2 separate regions of the Anas platyrhynchos genome follow, and region 2 is linked to region 1. The links are chromatin contacts, called in public Hi-C maps. All regions are on one chromosome and are shown on one strand. The core of a region is the stretch at or near the end of the contact, and the rest is flanking DNA. Distances in the headings are between cores, read along the strand shown.

Region 1 (2,700 bases), core at 38-2,537:
GTAAAACTGTATCCAGATGACTCTTTAACTTTTTATTGTCGTTCTTTAATTGTGAATTTTATTTAAGGTAATAATGTGAATATGATAGTAAAAATGTGGTGGTGGTGTTTTTTGGCAGATTTCCCTCTGCTTTCTAACAAGAAACCTGGGCTACACTGGAAGGAGAGCTCAGCCAGCTGTCAAAGTGATCTCAGAGAGGATCAGTTCCAAACACAGGTATGAAAGAGAATTGATCAGAGTAGCACTAGCGCTACTACTGTTGGGACATGCCTGCTTGCAGCAGGATTGTCTGAGCATCCTTTGCTCTTTTACATAGTTTTGGTACTCTCAGTAACCAGCAAAAGTTGGAGTTATGCTGTTATACATAGGGAAGAGATTCTGCTCTGATTGGTATAACCATTCCCAAATCACGTGGCTAAGTCACATTTGCTTTCTGTGAGACTAAGACTTTGATCATGCTGAGATTTGGACACTAACCTCTTGTGTCAGCCAATATGTAAGCTTCCTTCACAACACAGGGCTTAGTTGCCACTGGCATTTGCTTTGTGCCACAGTTTTTTCTCAAAGGAGAGCAAACCCCAGATCTCTGGCTCTTGGTGCTCCTGAGCTAGCTGTTGGTCTAGCCACATGCTCATAGGTCTGGATGGGAGGTGGGTCTTCAGGTGGTGTGTGTTGGGCAAAAGGACACATGTCAGTACTGGGGCAGTAAGAGGGTATCACATCCAGATGGTTTAAATGCTCCCTCTGTTGCTGTGCTATGGGATGAGAGGCAAGTGCCAGCACTGGTCTTAGAGAGCAGATCTGAGAGCTGAGGTGAGGTGTCAAGCAGTTGCATAGCACTGGCCAGAGGAAACCTAGCAAAGGAGATGGGGAGACTTTAGGCTGCTAGTGCCCTTAGATGTACGTGTCTGATGTTTACCACTAGCATTAGATGGGCAGAAGACTTCTTTTCCTAATTCACAGCAAGCTCTTGACTCTACACCTCCCCCAGCTCGTGAGCATCTTCAGGTTCCTACAAGTCCTAGGCTTCCTTTTGTAGTTTCTGCTTTGGATGAGGAAGGGTGGGCCTGTTGCAAGCATAACACTGTAGCAGAAGTCATGACCAACAGTCATGAGCAGAGCACAGTCCGTCCCCCTGACTAAGAGCCAGGCCAAGTCCTCTGTGTCCTAGCCTGTTGTCCTCACCCTTGGGTTAAAGTGATTAAAATTGCTTGACCTCAGGGTCTGTGTTCCAAAAAAATCGAATCTTCAACATCCATGGTGCTAGCTGAAATCCGGTCCAGCACAATAGGGCCAGGAAGGGAGTGTCCCTGGAGGGCAGAGCAGCACAATGCTGCCTGGCCATGCTGCACACAAGGAGAGATGATCGTCATGCTGCGATTTCCACTTGACACATATCGCTTGGCAGCATTTCTCTTACTCTAAAGAGATATTAAGTGGGTGTTTATTCATTTATTGGTGTTTCTCATGTTTTTATCTGAGATCCTGGCCAGTGTTAATTTCAGTCATCAAATACAACTACGAAGCAGAAAGTAATCATTATTACCTTACTTCCTATGCGACTTCCTATGCATCTAGGAAATGAGAAGTTAGATTAATGGCTTTACGCATGTGAATTTGGGAATCTGGCATAGAAGTGGAAACAGGAATTAAATCTTCTAGCCATCCGTTATCTCATAGCATTGAGGATAAAATGCCCCACCTTTTAAAAAGAAAAAAAAACTGTAGTTTTGGTCTGTTGGCTAGGTAATGTGGGCACTTATTCTTGTTACTGTCTACAGCAGAATGTTTTAGTGGTTGGAGTAATTAATTTAAATCTTCACCAAAGGAAAAAAAAATAATAAAAGAGAACTAATTGAATTGTTTAAACTACCATCTTGCATTTTACAATTATTTCTGGGTTACTTCATTCATTTGTACCTGCACCATGTGAGCATACAATATTATAAAAGTGGTTGGAGAGGATGGATTATGGCCTCCTCTGCTTGCTGTAAACTGTAATGTGATGCAACTGAAACGTACGCAGGAGAATAGAGCAGATCGACTTTGTGTATTTTCCTGTAGGTAGGACTCTTTCTTTCCAAGGAAAACGTTGAAGATGATTCATAAAGACATGACAGATTCTTAGTAGAATTACGTTATTTGCAGACTATTAAAACTTCCCATAGAATATTAGATCTCCTCTCCTAGGTAAATATTATCCCTTTAGGGAGAAAAGCTTTCTTTTTTTTTTCTTACTGTATTGTCATCTATGTATGTGTGTGTATCTATATATAAAAAATTATGATAGTATCATGTTAATATTTAAATTGATTGAAATATTATATAGAATAAAAGATACAGTAAACTATATTTTTCTAACACCAGTTAACTTTTTTCCCTTACACTTGACAGTTGACTTCTTACAAGAATCCACCAAAAGTTACAAGAGGACACGTCCAACGCTACAGCCCAGTATCTCAAAGAAAAGAAAAAGTCAGAGAGATGCATGAAGATGTCCATCTCTACATGCCTCATTGTCCATTTCAGAGCAGGGCCAGAGGTTCTCCACGGATCCCTCGTGGAAATGGGACGCTGACTGATGATTTTTTGGAGCCTGAAGATATAGATTGTCACACTGGAACATGTACGGGCCAGAGCTGGAATGAAAACAAACAGAATTACACCTCTGAATCACAAGGTTTTAACAGCAATGCCAAA
Region 2 (2,700 bases), core at 32-2,531, 290 kb after region 1:
CATGGGAACACTGTACATCTTTTTTAGGATAGGATAGGATAGGATAGGATAGGATAGGATAGGATAGGATAGGATGGGATGGGATGGGATGGGATGGGATGGGATGGGATGGGATGGGATGGGATGGGATGGGATGGGATGGGATGGGATCGGATGGGATAGGATAGGATAGGATAGGACAGGACAGGACAGGACAGAATAGAAGAGTTCAGTTGGAAGGGCCCTTCAAAGATCACTAAGTCCAACTGCCTGACCACCTCAGGGCTAAATGTAAGTTCAAGCACATTAATGAGGGCATTATCCAAGTGCCTCCTAAACAGTAGCAGGCCTGGGGCATCAACCTAGGATGCCTGTTCCTGTGTTTGACCACCTTCACGGTAAAGCCATTGTTCCTCATGCCCAGTCTTGCTCCAGACTGAAAAGCAGTCCATCTTTTGATTTAAAACGCCTCTGGAAGGAAGATGACATCAAAAGCTGGTTACAAGGACGCAACTTATGAATTTCCCGGAATAACCGAGCGCAGAAGCTGGCCCCAACACCCGGACCATGCAAACGCCCTGCAGCGTTTCCCACCCCTTGCCTCCGGCGGGCCAAGTCCTGCCCGGCACGGCCACTGCGCGGCGGCAGAGGCGGAGCGGAGCAGCTCGGCCCTGCTTTCCGCAGCCCCGCAGCGACACCCAGCGGTCCCGGCCTCGGGGCTACTCTCCGGGGCGCGCTCCCTACGCGGCGCGTCCGAGGGCTGGTGGCCGCCGGCGGGCCCCGGCGCTGCGCTGGGGCTGCCAGCTCAAAGCCTTTGACCTGAGGTGGGATCGCACTGGTGGGCAGGTGTTGTGGTTTAACAAGCCGGCAGCTAAGCACCACACAGCCGTTCGCTCACCCTCCCCCCTCCCTCTCTGGGATTGGGGGAGAGAAGCGGGAAAGTGAAACCTGTGAGTTGAGATAAAGACAGTTTATTAAGACAGGAAAGTAATAACAACAACAATAATAATAATAACAATAATGATGATAATAGTACTACTACTAATAATGTGTATGAAACAAGTGATGCACAATGCAATTGCTCACCACCCGCTGACTGATGCCCAGCCTAACCCCAAGCAGCTGGCCCCCCACCCTGGCCAGCCACCCCTATCTGTTGTTCAGCATGACCCCAGATGGGATGGAATACCCCTTTGGCCAGTTTGGGTCAGCTGTGCTGGGTCTGTCCCCTCCCAGCTCCTGCTGCACCCCCAGCCTGCCCGCTGGCAGGACAGAGCAAGAAGCTGAAACGTCCTTGGCTTGGTGTAAGCACTGCTCTGCAACAATTAAAACATCAGCGTGTTATCAGCACTCTTCTCATCCTAACCCAAAACATAACACCCTAGCTACTAGGAGAAAAATTAACTCTATCCTAGCTGAAACCAGGACAGCAGGGCGAGTGCGGAGCAGAAATGAAGCCAGGGAAATTCCACAATTTATACCACATAGGAGATCAGATTAGATTATCACAGTGCATCCTTCAGGGCTGACAACTGTGAATCTGATGGTGAATCAGTAGCTCCTCTACCTCTCCACCCTGGATGGTTCAAAGACCTGCTTCTGAGTGCTCGCTATCTTTATTATGCAAGACACTGTACCCACTGGCCACCTTTCTCTGTTCCCATCTGCCTGGTACCCGGTACAAATCACAGCGCTGCAAGAGAGAGCTAACAAACTTTCCAGCAGTGTGCTCATGCTTCATCAGCCAGGTCAACAGGTAGGAGGCATCTCCCTGTAGCAGGGCTTTTCTCCCCAAAAGCCACCACATCCAGATGCATCGTCTGCATTGAACACAACCCATCGCCAATATGTGATTGGGTTAGTGCAAGCGATTTGCCAAGCCAGTGAGCAAAAAGCACCATGAAGTAACATTTTGCTGCTACATCTGCGCTGCATTGGCACACAAGGGAGCTCAGAGAGGCAGGCAGTGCCAAAGCAGACTGACTTTACCATGGCTGAACTGAAAACAGATGAATGCGGTATTGTCAACTTCAACCAGCCAGAAACTATGCCATGCATCCAAAAATCATATGATAGGAATTTTTAAAAGAATGATTTCAAGGAATTTTGCTTTACTTTTTGGTGTTTCCAATCTGCTGTACTCAAGAGAATGGAAAACATCCCCTTCAGTATGTATAATCATAAGGTCTCTACATCTCATGCAGTCCTCCGGGTCTGGCTCTTAGGCCAATACTAAACACTGAGCTGAATCATAAAACTAGGGGAAGTGTCAGCACTGACTAGGGTGCACAATTGCAGAAACAAACAACCTCATGCAGGCAGGCACCAGCAACCCCCCTTTCTCCACTGGACAGCAGCCAGCTTGTTGGCGAGTGCCTCTCCAGTGCTCTAGACTCAGTGTTGAGAGCCAGAGCAAGCAGCAGCACAGAGCCATGGTCGAAAAACAGTATGTCTATGCAACCAGTACAGCTACATTGCCAATGGCTTTTAAAAGAAAATATAGCACATTTCTCTGACTGCATGAAGAGTTCACAACACTTGCAAAGTTCAGGGCTGCTATATGAATACAATACAGAGAGCTTGTTTTTTTCTACTTTCTTTATTCTCTTCAGGATTTGTATCTGGCTATTTTAACAGCTACTCCTGGAGGCTGGAAGGATGAATAGTTATTATATATAGAAACCTTCAGCTAGCTTAGAATCAAGGAAAAAAAAAAAAGGA

What was found. A called contact is a pair of places that touch in the nucleus more often than the background predicts.
Region 2: a contact with region 1 is called in a Hi-C map of subcutaneous adipose tissue, with 3 times the contacts expected there. The contact joins two enhancer-like sites. A contact is called at or near these places in 2 of 8 Hi-C or Micro-C datasets (skeletal muscle and subcutaneous adipose tissue).

What each region holds. Positions count from the first base shown.
Region 1 is chr5:66,046,929-66,049,628 of IASCAAS_PekinDuck_T2T, forward strand. MICAL2 (microtubule associated monooxygenase, calponin and LIM domain containing 2) reads left to right here. Exons shown (of 36, transcript XM_072039424.1): 29 at 119-216; 30 at 2,395-2,700. Among named protein-coding and RNA genes, the nearest start is that of PARVA, 27 kb to the right of the region's middle. Within about 2 kb of position 1,288, at least 1 of the 8 cell types and tissues checked has an H3K27ac peak or open chromatin away from gene starts, as enhancers often do. A contact at or near this core is called in subcutaneous adipose tissue, where this site is marked.
Region 2 is chr5:66,341,645-66,344,344 of IASCAAS_PekinDuck_T2T, forward strand. No RefSeq gene overlaps it. Among named protein-coding and RNA genes, the nearest start is that of RASSF10, 30 kb to the right of the region's middle. Within about 2 kb of position 1,282, at least 3 of the 8 cell types and tissues checked have an H3K27ac peak or open chromatin away from gene starts, as enhancers often do. A contact at or near this core is called in subcutaneous adipose tissue, where this site is marked.